Linked DNA regions of Anas platyrhynchos: region 2 is linked to region 1. The links are chromatin contacts, called in public Hi-C maps. All regions are on one chromosome and are shown on one strand. The core of a region is the stretch at or near the end of the contact, and the rest is flanking DNA. Distances in the headings are between cores, read along the strand shown.

Region 1 (7,905 bases), core at 4,659-7,158:
GCAATAAGACTGCATTCAAGTATCAGTAGTTAGATCATCTTTCACTTGCTAAGCACCTGTGTTATGGATAGGCTGCTCGTGAAGGCACTGCCTGTTAACCCATGTGCTGCAAGACACATGGCACCTGCTCCTTGGTGGCAGCATTGCGCAGCTTTTCTTCCTGGTGCTGAGGGCAGGAGCTCTTTGTGTTTTCTTTTACGAGAGCCTTTCTCTAAGAGCCTTTAGCTCAGTTTTGTTAGATCAAAGATGAAATGCTGTTTTTGCCATTGCAGGCATTCATATGCCCTGTATAAAAGGCTGTGCTCTTTCAAAAATTGTATTTTACTTTAAATGATTTTCAAATGATCGTTGCAATGATTCACTGAAACAGCCCCGAGTGGGCCTTGTATTTTCTTCACAATTGCTGAATCGACAAGTCCAGGGAGGCTTTTCTTATACATTGCCAAATGAGGTATTCTGACTTCATATTGACACGTTTATCATTTTATTTTACTGAGTGTCATAGCATAGGCAACCTTGCTAGATCAGTGCAGAAATCCTCTAAGCAGTCACATACATTTATGGGGAATTCAGTATATAAAGATTAATCTTTTAGTCCTAAATATTTGCAGTCACAGACAGACAAACAGACAGATGTTTATCTTAGGTCAAGTTTATCCTGTCTTCTGTTTGAGAAATAGAAAGACAGTTTTCACCTTCAAGGAAAAGTGGGAATTAGATGTAATCAATATTTTCTGTAAAATGTTTTCTACCCTTAAATGGTCTCCTGCAAGGGGAAAGCACGAAGAACCTGGTACTTTTACAAGGGAAAATGCAGGGTTTGGGTTTTGTCAGGAGGGAGGGAATGAGGAGCTCAGCTCCTGTCCCTCCCCATCTAGCTCTGATGATACATCCTACACCCTTTACACCTCTTCAGATCACCTGAGTAAAGAAGTCCTGTAAACCCCACAAGCAACTTGCTTGTGGCTGAGGCATGGCAGAAAAAAAAAAGAAAAAAGAAATAAGAAAAAGAAAAAAAGAAATGAGAAAAAAGAAAAAAGTAAAAAAAAAAAAAAAAGGAAACTAAAAAAAGAAAAAAGAAACAAGAAACAATAAAAAAAAAGAAAAAAGAAACAAGAAAAAAGAAAAAAAAAGAAAAAAAAAAGAAAAAAGAAAAAAGAAAAAAAGAAAAAAGAAAAAAAGAAAAAAGAAAAGGCATTTCAAAGGTCCTTGTTAAGCTGCCCTGTGCAATACAGCAAACCCAGGGTGGTGGTGCATTTTCACTCATGGCTCAGCAGGTGGGATTTGGAGTGGGTGGTGGTGGTGTTAATGCAGATGCGTCACCCCAGAGGATGCCAGAAAGAGATGGTGTGGTTGATGTGGTCATATTCTCATAGAGCAAGCACAATTTGTTGCTTCCATCAGTGCCCTGATCTGACAATGGAGGTGCTACCTGATTTCTGTGCAGAATAGTGTGTGTGGCCATGATTTAGGCACCTGGTGAGGTGATGCTCATGGTGGGCACAGGGCTGAGAGAGAGGAGGTGCTGGGAGGGATCAGAAAAGGCTCGGGATTGTGATTGTGGTCTGGGAGGGTGTGGGGAGCAGGGGCAAGGGTAGGCAGTGAGCAGGACTTCCTGGGTGGAGGAAAAGTGAGAAGAGCATTGGCTTGTGTTTCTTCTTCCACAAAGAAGCTTTGCTACAGTGCAGGAGGACGAAGAGGGGGTGTTTTCAACTGTGAGAGGGTCCCTCCTGAGAGACCCTGGCTAAACATGGGAAGAAATATCAGGGATGTCATCTCTACTTGGTTTCACACGGCAGGTCGCCTGAGGAACAGACATCCATTAGTGAGAATTCAATCCTGTCTACTCGAACTGTTGACTGTTTTATTTTTTTAGACTTTAGCTAGGTAAGTGCAACAGTCCAAAGAGATTGGTTTGTCACCATTATAACCAAGCAGATGTTTCACAGCAGATAATTTATGAGCTGACTTTTGCCTTTGCCTCTTCATGAAGTGATTAGATGGTGCTCAAAGCATTCATTATTCAACAGATTTAAATCTATTTCCTGGGCTTGGTCCTCCCAGGAGCATCGCAATTTGGTTGTATTTCAATAAACCATTGGCTTTGTCTTCAGCTTTCTGCCCACAGGCAAGGCCTTTCAGCTGCCTGAGGTCAAAAACAGGTGAGAGCTGCCAACAATCAAGGTGCTGTGAGCCAGCAGGCCCTGGACAGCCATCACGAGACACTGGTTTCAGGCCAGTTGGGTCTTGTGGGTCATGCTGTGAATCTCCCAGGAGGATACAGGTGCCTGAAGAGACACCAAGTTGTGCAGTGAGGGGTGTGTCTTATACCTACTCTGTTTGCTAGAACGAGACCGGCATTTTTGGCACCTTCAGGCAAGAGCCTTCTGACCATGCACATGGTATGCACCCTCTTGCATGAATGTCAGCCAAGTAATAAGCAGCACGGATGCAGCCAAACTGTGTTTAGGAGCCACAGGCAGACTGTCTGAAGCAGACTTTGTTCCATCTTCTTTGTGGCTGGAGGGAAAAATTGCCATAAGCAGTTTTTTATTACGCACATAATGTGGTAGGAAAAAAAAAAAAAAAAGCCAGGAGAAGGAGCTAGGGAGCAGGAAATAAATGAGTGAGTGTTCCTAGCAGTGTTCCTTTTGGAAGCCCTTGGGTCCCAACACAGCTGGCTTGACAAGAGGACCGTACTGCAGGTGCTGGACACATGGCACAGTTTGCTTCCAGGAGCATTCAGAACAACGATGCCTTAATGATGCTCTTTTTCCCCACCGCAAGAGCTAGGTCTAGGCCGTGATTTTTTTCTTCTTTTATTGTTTATGTCTTTTCCAGTAGCTATTGGAAATCGCCTGGTGGGGTGAAATCCCCATTGCACTGGGAGTTGTGCAAACTGGTAACATGGAGGCAGTCTGTGCCAGGGAACTCTGCCATCCCACTTCAGACCACTGCATGGGTCACTACCAAACCCAAGGGCTGCTTTCTGCAGTGCAGTTTCTTGTGTGTCTTGGTGCTAAAATGGTGATTGACATGCTAATTAAGAGCTGCTCACAGAAGGCTGTTGAATAGCACGTTTAGGACAAGAAAGGTGGGCAAAGGCCTTAATTGAAAAAAAAACTATTAAAGGTATATAACGAACTTTATTTTAGGGATATTGTGTACTTCATTTCAAGACTGAAAGGGCTCTGTAGTTTGCCTGCTACATTTTCTTAATATGGTTTTTATTTGTTTTTGCAACACTCTCTTGCCTTGTTATGCCAAAATGACTTTGACTTTACTCCAGCGTAAACAGGATGTCAGCGCTTGAAGCTCTTTGCACAACGCACGGCCAGCGGTGGGGACCGACAAGGGGCAGCTCCTGCCATCAGCACACCACCGAACACCGGGGCCCACCACAGTGATGCTGGTCATGCCTAGGGCTTGGCAGGGCGCTGCTGGAAAACGCAGCGGTGTGGGCAGTGAGGCTTTGCCTGCCCATCGGTGCTGCGAGCTGTTTTGTACCTGTGTTTGCTGAAGGATGGGATGGCTCCAGGGCACCCCACCAGGCCTTTCTGTCAGAGCAGCCATGGCAGGCCTGGTGTTGGCAGCACCTCCTGTCCTGACCGATCCCCACAGGCCCCACCATGCTGTCCTCTCTCTGCAGAGCGTCCTCACTGTGCAGCTTGATTTATGGTGTGGTGGCATATGTGGGGCAGGGGGGAGGTGGTGTGAAGGGAGAGCTGGTGACTGCTGTCTGCGTGGGCTCACACCTAGGCAAAGCCTTCTTCTGAAAGCCCCCGTGTTTCCCATTCTAGAGTGGACTTGACCTCTGTGCTCTGCACCCTGCCTTACATCAGCTATATGTGTTGCTCTGTTTGAAGCACTGAGTGTCCAGGAAGGTAGTGAAATCAAAGACACTCTAGGTTTGACAAGGTGTTGAGCAACTTAAGTGGCCTGTTTCGAGCAGGAGCAGTGAGCACCCTGCCAGCCTTAGCTGCTCTGCGATGCTGCCCACCTCATGAACAGCACCTGGGTGCCTGCTTGAGGATCCCCACATCTCGGTTCAACAGGATGTATTCAGCCCAGTGTGGCTTGTGGTGGAAGTTTTGGCACCAAGACATACACCCTGAAAAAAAGGGTGATGCCTGGAAAGCCTCAGATGCCTTAAATCAAGCACTGTCAGGCTGTGCTGTGTGCACAGGCTTTGGTTCAACCTCAGGCACACCCAAGGCAGTTTTCTGGGGGGTGGCGAGGGATGTGCCTCGCTCTTTGTTCATGTGGAGCTTGTGCCCTGTTCATGTCCCCTGCGGGAGGGGCGTCCAGGTGAGGAGAGCGCAGAAGCTGTGCAGCACGAGCACATTAATCATACACTTCCCCGTGACACAGATTTAGTGGGCTGTCTTCTGGCTCACTTTAATACCAGCACCAAAATGACCGAGGTTTAACGAAGGCCTTATCTGTACCCAGGAGGGAGCTAGAAGCAAGAGATCATCGACTGTGAACCTGCTTCTCCCCCCTCCCCTGAGACCAGGAAAGGTTTTACACTGCAGGGGCAGCCAGTGTGGATTTGTTCTCTGGTGTTACTCTGTGTAAGGGAAGGACCCGATGGGGGAAGGAGTCATCAGCAAAGTGAGAGACATTCAAAGGCCACTGGACTTGCTGAGCGTGGCATTCAGGCCTCCGGTGAGAAGGGATGGACCTGAATTATTTTAAGGATCATTTTAGGAAGAGGCCTCTCCTAACTGTGGATGCCCTGGAGATGAAAGACAAACCTGAGATGGTGTTATTTTATTTGCTCCAATAAACATTTGATTTATACAAAACAAAACAAAAAATAATAAAAAACCACCACTGTTTACAAAGCAAGTTAAGTGCTTGAAACATTTGATAAACAAGAGTATATATTGTTCACATTCCTATTTCATACATGATGTACAGGTGAAGTATGCCTTAAAAGAATTAAAAAAAATCCTTTACATGTAGTAGTAAAAAAAAAAAAAAAAAGAAAGAAATGTCAGTATTGACCCTTCTTTTGGGCCTGCACAGGCACTGGCAGCACCTCGCTAGATGGCAGCGGCCCTGCAGCTCCCTCACTTCTTGTTTTTATTAAAAAAAAAAAAAGAATCACCCTTCCCCCCTAAAATTCGACACAGCATCCTCTGAATTCCACTGTAGTCGCTGAGATTTTGCCCTGCTCTGTTTAAATATTTCTGAGTAGTTTAGTTTAAATGGAACAAAAGCTAACAAAACCACTTGAAATAAAATATTTTCCATCATAAGTTTGAACTCCTATTTAAATGAGTATGATTCCTGTTGACTTATTTGGCAATGTCTTCTAGAAAAATATCAATGTTTATCTGTCAAAGGTGTTTAATAAATTGCACTGGATATAGTGCTGTACAGGACTGGTCTGTGCTGGCTGAATTTCTAGTTTCCAAGGCCTGCTTACATGCCAAGGGCAAGAAAAAAAAGTGAAAAATCACTGCAAAAGTCCTGAAGATAAAATTGTTAGCATTTATTAAACACGCTGCTGTCATTTATATAAGTCCAATGTAATGCCAACTGTCTTCCTAAACATGTCGGAGACCAGAAGCCCTGCTATCCTATATGCAAGCAGCGTGGAGGGCAGGATATGACATTAATCTGATGTTATGGATCTTTCCCTCAGCTCTGAGGTCCTTGTGCAAAAATAAAGGCACTGGGTGTTGTCTCGCTTTTTTCTAGAAAGCGTGGAACAGAGTCAGACCATGGTGTGTCAAGCAATTAGACATGCTGTACATGGAAAAAGTATTTGTTCTTACAGCAACACAATCAAGGTAAAAGGAAAGGGGAGGAAAAAAAAAAAAGAGTACTGCCTGCGCTCAGAATGCAGAGCAAATATAAAACATCTGCTTGGATTATTGCTGGTCGTGTCTTGTTTTGTATGGTTTGGGGGTGGGGAAGGGAGGAGGGGAAATCTCATCCTGCTGATATTTTGCAACCTGCTTGCAAGCAGCATGAATTGAAAGCAATAAACATGTAACGCTAATGACCTCTGTATGAAAACACACGTACGGGAGGGGGCAAACATCCTCACACTCCCATTGTGGGATGCTGTGAGGACTTTGGGGTTAAGGCGAGAGGGCAAAGACATCCCTGAACCTTCTAAAATGTGCAGCAGACAGGACTGCATAGCTACAGCTGCAAAGCCAAATCTGCCTTTCTGCTGTGAGACTGCTCCTGCAACTGTGAGCTCCCGGGCCACAGCTGGGTGCTTATTGTGTCTCCTTCGAAAGCCATCTTCTTATTGCTTATTATTCCTATCTTTTTGGCAGAGTGCTTAGTGCACAATTGCTAGTGTCCTGATGTGCCAGTCTCCCCAGGTTCTTTCCCTAAATGGGGAGGGATCTCTAATGCACAGGTAATTTCCTGGAGGCATTTTTAAAACTCTTTCCTTCAGAGCATGGCTGTTTATATATATATATATATATATATATATATATATACACATACATACACACATTTTTTATATATATATGTATATATATATATAAAAATAGCAATTTCATAGTTATATACAGGCATTAATAAAGTGCATAATGTTATTGGCTATTCTCAAATCTCATTTCCTGAGGAAGTGCTACATACATACATAGCTCCTCCCATGACACGGCACAGCCAACGCTAGGGTATGACACCTGCTCCCTGGCTTTTAACTCCCTTGAATACATCTCCTTGTCCAGAGCCACAGCTTAAAGGGAGTAGTGACAGCCTCAGTCCTCCAGGAAGCAAGTCAAGGCACTGATCGAGACTTCTTCCTTCGCCAAGGTTTAGGAGCGACTTCTCTCCATTTCGGAGCTCTTGGGGTCGCGCTACTTGGCGGTGGTCATGGAGCCGTCTTCGGGGATCTTCTCCTCCGAACAGCTCCTTCCTGAGAGCTTGTCGTGGTGCTTGAGCTCGCTGAAGCGCTCCGCGACGCACTGCGCCGTCAGCCGGGCCTCGGGGTCGTGGTCCCAGCACTCGATCAGGGTTTCACACACCATCTGGATGCCCTACAGAGAGCACAGGGAGAGCAGCTGTGATGGGGACAGTCTGAGTCACCGCCAAACCGCATCTGTGAGAGTTTGTTTTAAGGCCCTCCGAAGTGCAGGGGGTTACTTGTACGTGCTGGAGGTGACGGAACCAGTCCCCAAAGTGCTTTGTGGGCTCTGCTGTCACTGTATTGGGGGCATTGGCTTTTTTTTTTTTTTTTTTAATATATTTTTTAGAAAAACACCCTACTGCTGTACTTGCAGCAGCTTACATCACTGGTAATGTCATACTTGGATGTATATTCTGATACTTCATAATAAGAAAAATGATGCTTTGGAACAGCGTTAGGGAATCAAACAGTTTTTGTTCCAATCGATATGATCAGACTGCCTGGATAATGATGTCCTGCTCAACCCATCCATCCCTTTGCGTGCCTGAATTCTGTATGGGCTTTTCGAACAGATTCTGATTGCCTGCAGTATCAGGCCCTACATCAGCCTTTATGAATTCCCCGCAGACTAAGTAAAACTATGTGCAAATACGGGCCGCAGTCCCACAAACACTTAAACACATGTCACTCACAGATGTAACTATTTAACCTTCATTTCGATGCTGATGCACATGTTTACAGGAACAAAAACCAGTTGCATCTTTGTAATGCATTTTGTAAACATGAGGTATTTGCCAGGAAATTGTGTGCTTTGCGTTATGACACTAAAAGCCCATTAAGTAGGATTTATCTTAAACTTCTTATTTAAAAAAATAACATTTCACAACAGTGCATTAATTGCGTAATTTACCTAATTGGTGATGTTGACTGATGTCAATGTTAATAGCAGAACGTTATTGTCTGTATACAAATAGCATTAGTTTTCTGCTGGCATTGAAATTACAAGCAGTAAATTAAAT
Region 2 (7,021 bases), core at 2,630-5,129, 70 kb after region 1:
CCTTTTGCATACCTGCTACCCAGCTCATGGCAAAAGATGCCATACCTTTTTAGGGGCTTCATTCGCAACCAAAGGCAGGTGGCTCATGGAGGTGGTGAAGAGAGCAAGGTAACATTTTGTCTGTTCTAGGTAGGTGAGCAGACCTTCACCTCACTGAATTAGAGCCAACTAGCAGTATGTGTGACTCATAACTGGATACAATGGTTGGGTGTAACCACTAGAGGGATTAAACAAATTTTATTTTATTTTGTTTTATTTTATTATATTTTAGCCTTGGAATAGGCCTCTCCAATCTAAAAGTTATCACCGTTGCACCACTCACACAGACAGACCACAGCTCTCTCCAGGGAACCATACGAGCTTCCCAAGAATCAAAGGAAACCCAATGATTGTCATAGTCTAAGAGACACACCAATCCCAGGGAAGTGCTCAAATATTCTCAGCCAGAATGCACAGTGGAGAGAGAGCCATGGGAACAAGTAAGTTTCTTTTCTCATGAGTGAGTGGTGTTACTTAAAAAAGCATAGTCCCTTTGCTTGTAGCATTGAGCAGATTTTTAGACAAGGGTATATTTCTAGTCTTATTTCTGCGGTTGACTTTTGCATGTGGCACATGAAGGGACAAGATGGGGGATAGCACTACTCTGTGGACACCTTTTCTCATGTGTGACAGAAGAATTACTACCTGCATGTACTAGATGTACTTCATAACTCTATCTTTTCTTCTACATGGTCTTTCAGGAGGAAAGATTCTCTTTGCAGTGTTCATGTTATGACTACTAAGAAAATATCTGCAGTATCAAATGTGATTCATCTGAGGCATGCTAACATCACCACCTGCTACTTGTAACTCTGTTGGTGCCAATCATAGGCTGCAACGAGCTTCCAGGTGTGAAAGAAGTGGTGACAACTGAGAACTGGTAGGTGCTGATAGTGTGTGTAAGCCCATATGCGACAAGCAGGAATCGGTGTGAATTTTGCTTTCAAAGCTGTAACACATATTTTGCAGAAGCTGCATTTGCAGCCCTAGACAGGAATTTGAGGTTGTTTTGCAGCAGCCACAGAACAACCTTGTGCTATTGTGCTACATAGGATGCACATCGCTTTCAGCTTTTGCAAGCCAGTTTACCACAGAGACTTCCTTGTGGGCTTACCCCTGCCGTGCTGATGCTATTGTACACAGACAGCGAGGCTGCTCAGAGTATGCAGCTGGTGGGGGGCTTTCTGTCTGCTTGTACAGCAGGCAGCCTTTCCTGGCCTTCATCTATACCATTTTAGGAGTTGGGCCCCAAGTTGTAAAGTCTGAATCTGGATCCAAACACAATTTTTGTCAGCATTCACAGGAGATCTCATCCTTGGTTTGGGTTTGCTTCATCCAGATCAAAGCCCAGCTGCAAAGCTTGTCTTCCAACCAAAACTTCCTCAAAGCTTTGGGGTCTGGGGCCATAGTTCTGTTTTAGCTCCATTCCTAGATATTTTTGAAAATTCTTACATGTACAAAATTTATGGCTAGATCTTTGTCCCATTGAAGTCAGTAGAGTCTTGCTTTCTTGGCACACAGTCAAAAGAGGCATTTAGGTAAAATATAGGTAAGATCAATGTCAACTGGAATTTTCAGGCATTTTTTACATGCCTAACTTTTAGTTGCCAATCTGACACCCTAAACCTCTAGAAATTTTAATTTTCTAAACATATTTTATTTCATCAGATGCATGGCCTTTTCTGCTTAGTATCAACTCAACAAACATTTAAAAAAAAAAAGGAAAAAAAAAGTCCTGGTTTGTTTTGACCTCATGCATTCTAATAGTTGTTTCTGGGGTGGTGGGTTTCTTCCTCCAAAAGACTTAATACTGAGATAGGGAAACAAGCTGAGCCATTCCAAGGCAACAATTTTTATGTTTCTGTTGTTTTGTAAAGCCAAGTTCCAAGCTGCTGTTGTGTGGAATGGCTTTGGACATCAGTGGTCTGAAGGATAGGGCAGTAATGTATATAGTATAGCACTCCCCAGGCTCTCATGGAAGTTTTAGAATAGTTTTTTGCTCTTAGTTCTGTTTTGGAAAGGGTTTTGGAAAACATCTTGCTCTAGGAAAGAGAGCCTTTCTAAGCGTATGGTATTTGTTATCTTTTTTTGTTTGTTTGTAACAACATTAAATTGAATGGATTGTGCTCACTGAGCAGCACAGAAACAGCATTTGGCTTGAAATGAAATGAGCTCAACTTGAACATGCTCAGTTTCAGAAACATGCTAAGCCACTTCCTGGTAAAAGTGTGATAAAGACTATTTGTATAAACAGCTGTTTCTCCAGCCATGTAGAAAGAAACACTATCAGCAGCAGGAGGTGGCTGTGGTCACTGTTAAGCAGTCACAGTTACCTGTCATTACTAACCTAGCACTCCTCCACAGTGTTGTACAGTGCTCCCTGACAGCTGCCACCCTCTAAAATGCACCAGTGGTTTCTCTTCAGAGTCCGTGTGACATTTCATGGTGTTGGATGCAGTAAGTCTTCACATATCTGAGTTTCGTTTCAGAGACCTAATAAAGACAGTTGGTTTTATAAGTGCCTAGAAAAGCAAAAAGATTCTACCGAACTTCTGAGATCAGAAAAGAGGCCTAGCTAAAACTTGCATCTGCAGCAGCACCTGTCACATCAAGCTACAACACATGTAGGCTGGTCTGTGTAAGGAAGGAAAGAGGAAGAAGTTCATGTGGTTATTTTCGGTCACTTCTCAGCTCTGCTGCTGCTCTTACCATGTGAGTATAGGCAAGACATTTAAGATTTCATTACACACACACTTTTTGCCAAGGAACAAGCTACCAAGTGGCTGTGTCTCTGGGAAATAAAACACTTTGAATACTTCCACATCTATGAAAGGGGCAGCCTCACAATACATCAGCACTTTGGGGCTCATTACTTACATGGGATAATTTCCAGCAAATGGGAAGCAAGCAGAAATTTACCTGGATAAAGTGAAATCCTTTGTAATAAAGGTCATATTTTTTAACTCTTTCCACATATCAGCTTTTCTATAACCAGAAATTCCCCAGCACTGTGACATAGTAAAATGCACCAGGCTTTTGTCCAGCAAATGGATTCATTACAGCATATGCACAAGTGATGTAAATATTTATCACTGTACGAGGACTCTCCTTGTCATTCAAGGGACTAGTGTATTCACTGCCTAGCTGAAGTAATCCTTAATTAAGTGAAAAATTGAATTCTGTAAGAAAGCATGATGTTGAATTGCTCCCCTTAGAGAAACAGCAGCTGTGCACCCCTTCCAGAGTCATCAGATGAGCCCTGTGGGCAACCTCTGCAGAACAACCCCAGCCTCACAGGAGACAGGGAGAGGCGAGACCTGCCAGTCAGGGAAGTTTGTCCTTCAAACATTACCCTTTCTAGGAGAGTTAGTGTCTTTACATCTTCCACTGCAAATAGATTGTTCAAGCTGATGGAAATACTTCGGTATAAGTATGCATACTGTTCATAGAAAGATCTTACACTACCTTAAAAATAAAAGGATAAAGAAAAAAAAAAAGATTTTAAAGTTCTTATTGCTGCTGGATATTTGGAAACAAACTGGTATTTAGCTCATTTTCCCTTTCACAAACCACACCTTGTCGTGCATTTTACTTCATATTTCTTTTCTTTCCTGTTCGGTACATTCTGAATGTGCTTTAAAACTCTTGGTATGTATCATTTCTCTCAGTCAAGTAAATTCAGGCAAAATAATCTGCACTGGGATTGCTTTAATTAGGGAGAGAATTGCTGGAGAAACCACCAAGGGAAATGAGAGTAAAAGTCCCACCCCTTTTTTAACTGGGTGGAAAGATGTTCTTGGAGAATTATGTGCTGAGAATTCACTCGTAGCATAATGTCTTGGCACTGTACAATATTTTGTTTGATTGCTGTGGCAGCAGACTTACCTACAACGGTTTCACAGAGAGATTAAAGCCAGGAAAGCAATTTTTACTGGTGAGAACTAGAAAGAAATGGCTCGCCAGTGACAATAAGCAGTTCTGCAAGAACTACCAGTTTACACATGCAGCTGAGCAGAGTTAGCAAGTTTTTGCAACAGTGCCAGCTGGTCTTCCTTTGGAGGACAAGGGTATCACATGTGCTGTATGCATATGACTTGTTCAGATAGAACACTGCAAAAATGCATTGTTTAGAATGGACTGGTATTTGTAAGAAGGTTAGTGTTCAAGCTCAAGCCCTTTAGTAACTTGGTTAGTACAGTTAATTCCACCAGTGACTGGGTCTGAGCTGCTTGAAAGAATAAGATATGGGCAAATTCAAAGGTGTTCAACCTCTTTGCTTGAAAAAAACAACACCACTTGTGTTTCTCAGAGGTTTTGGAATTGTAAGCTTCAATCAGCATTTTAAAAAAGAGATCTGCAAATTCACTTAACCTTGGTCAGTCAGGATTCAGTGTGAACCTTTCTGGTAAGGGTGCAGCCATTAGCGTTCCTTTGGCTCAACAAACAAGGCATGGCTCTTAATACCAAAGCAAATACTAAACCTTTTCCCAGGGACTATAATTATTTTACTGTTATTTCCTCTGGGTGATTTTACAATTTCTAATGTCAATGATCCTAAATTACTGGAAGTCTTACTGGACAGGAAGAATTCTCAAGCCAGGAGAGTAAACAATTCATATTGATCAGCTGATCAGGAGTGTTGTTTTCCTTCAGTGTGAGCTGTGGCCATTGGATCCATGTATTCATTTGGCTGTGACCACCCTGAGAAATGACTCCTCTCTCTTACTGTTCCACAAAGAAAAGAAAACAAGGAAGTAGCAAATACAGTAGTTTTCCCTGATCTGAGGAAGTTGCAGAAGAAACATTTTTTGTGATTTCCCTAACAGGAGCTATTGAAACAACCAGTTTAGTCCCACATTTCCTGGGGAAGGTCCCTCATCCATGAGATTAGAAAGGACTGAGGTTTGGTGAAGACTTCTTTAGGAAATTTAAAGAAATATATATTTTGTATGTTTTAAAAGGTAACAATATTTAATTCCCTATGCACCTTTCCTCATTCTCAAGATTTTTTATTTTTTTTACTGCCATTTCTCTTCCCTCTGCACACCAGATTTTTCCCCTAAAATATGGAATTGATAAATAAACAGAAAAAAAAAACCTTAAAGCTTAATTTCAGAGTGCTCTGAAGAATTTTCTCCAGATTTGAATGAAAAAAAATCAAAATAACTCAACTTTCTCATGAAAGAAAATCTGCATTTTACTTTTTCATTAAGTTTTTTGGTTTTAGAAGTACTGGTAGTAACTATAGTGATAGTTATTACTATCTTGCTACAAGGAGCACAGCAGATTTTGTGGCAGAGTTCAAAAGATTAATCAGTTAGAACAGCTGGAGATAGAAAGAATGACATAGGTAACTGTAAACAACTTGCCACGTTAGTTTGTTTTCTTAACTTACTTTTCTTGTTGATGTTTTCCATATCCAATAAAAGTGATCATATGTAAATGAGAAAGTATGGCCAGTGGTTGGATTTGGAGAGTTTACAAAGCACTGGAATGGTCATATATTCCCACCAGCAGGGACTGAAGACGAGTGGCATTTTCTTATCATTAGGGCTTTCTTGTCAATTATTAGTTTTTACTGTTGCAAAGACACACAGATGAGATCAGGACATTTGTGCTAGCTTCTATACATAAGCAAATGAAAGTATGATGAAAATACAAATCCTAAAGGGTGATACAAGGCCAGATGAATGGTGAGAGACAAACCAAAAAGTCCATGCTCATAGCAAAAGTCCAAGGTCTCTACAGAAGGATGGTGACTGTGCGTGTGTATGTGTATCTTCTATGTTAAGCAAAAGGCAAAATTTATATGAATTAATAGAATGAAACCAATGCAATGTCTCCATGGATACAACTAAATAGCTTAGAGGAACGTCACCTTCACAAGTAGTAGAGAGACACATAGAAGAATACTGAGAAGTCTCCATTATTTACCGAGAAAATACCAGGCAAAATCACTCATAACCATTGACCAGAAGCTTAAACCAGATGCCTATGAAATTAGATACTTTCTTTTAAAAGTTGTGAGGCTGACAGACAATTGGACAAACTGTTTCAGTCAGTAGAGGATTGCACATTTCTTGACATCTTCAAATTAAGATATGTTGCAACTAAACACAAGTTATTGGAGTCAGAATTAAAAAATAGAAACAAAACCAAAACAAAACCCTTGGGTCAGACTAAATCATGTAATAGCCCTTTATGGCCATAATCTCCAGCGATCTCTGAAAGAGTATGAGAATTATAGCAACAGTGTAGACAACAGCTGTATCTGTCTGTCCAGCTCTGGTGCTTCTGTCTGAGGGGTCAGGGCAGAGCAGTTCTCTAATCCATGGCTTCTAAGAGGTTCTTAAGGTTCTTTAGCTTTCTTGATTTGATTTATTCTTTCCTACCCTCTGAACTTCCCAGGCTCTTTTTACCTCTACAAATTTAGATTTCTTGTGCAAATTCCTCTATATATGGCAGAAAGGAAGACATGTGGCTTCAACCTCATGGGGTCTGCTCTGCAACAGTGCTTCAGTCTGATAGATATGTAGAAATTTAAGCTGAGGTATTTCTGTGAATCTTATTAGTTCAACTCACACCAAATACCTTGTTGAAACTCTCTGGGCTGCCCATTCTCCCTAGCAATAATCCCTGTGACTAGGAAAAAGGTTATCCCAAGTAATGCCTGTCCTGGATGTGCCTGACTACTTAGTCAACTAATCTAGAACAATGGCAGTTTTGAACAATTATTTCTCTTTTCCTTGCTATTGTGACATACAGGAAGTAGACCAAACCATACATCGAAATCATTACGGTATCTACTCTAATAACGTAGATATGCAGCTGGCAATGCTCATCTGATTGTATAAGTCAGAAAATACATAGCACCAAAGACAGGCTCTATTCCAAAAACATGGGCAGTCATACATAAATACTCATATTTTCTGCAAGACTTTACTCAGTCTACTTTGTGAACTAATTACATGTGTCAGATGTT

Evidence for each region. Hi-C and Micro-C count contacts between places; a contact is called where the count stands out from the background.
Region 2: a contact with region 1 is called in a Hi-C map of skeletal muscle, with 1.6 times the contacts expected there. The contact joins two enhancer-like sites. A contact is called at or near these places in 3 of 8 Hi-C or Micro-C datasets (skeletal muscle and subcutaneous adipose tissue).

The regions. Positions count from the first base shown.
Region 1 is chr2:117,028,968-117,036,872 of IASCAAS_PekinDuck_T2T, forward strand. TGFBR2 (transforming growth factor beta receptor 2) reads right to left here. Exons shown (of 9, transcript XM_027451097.3): 9 at 4,759-7,016. The coding sequence ends at 6,837. Among named protein-coding and RNA genes, the nearest start is that of TGFBR2, 60 kb to the right of the region's middle. Within about 2 kb of position 5,909, at least 1 of the 8 cell types and tissues checked has an H3K27ac peak or open chromatin away from gene starts, as enhancers often do. A contact at or near this core is called in subcutaneous adipose tissue, where this site is marked.
Region 2 is chr2:117,101,427-117,108,447 of IASCAAS_PekinDuck_T2T, forward strand. LOC119715827 (a long non-coding RNA gene) reads left to right here. Exons shown (of 4, transcript XR_005263256.1): 2 at 272-479; 3 at 741-919. Among named protein-coding and RNA genes, the nearest start is that of TGFBR2, 12 kb to the left of the region's middle. Within about 2 kb of position 3,880, at least 1 of the 8 cell types and tissues checked has an H3K27ac peak or open chromatin away from gene starts, as enhancers often do. A contact at or near this core is called in subcutaneous adipose tissue, where this site is marked.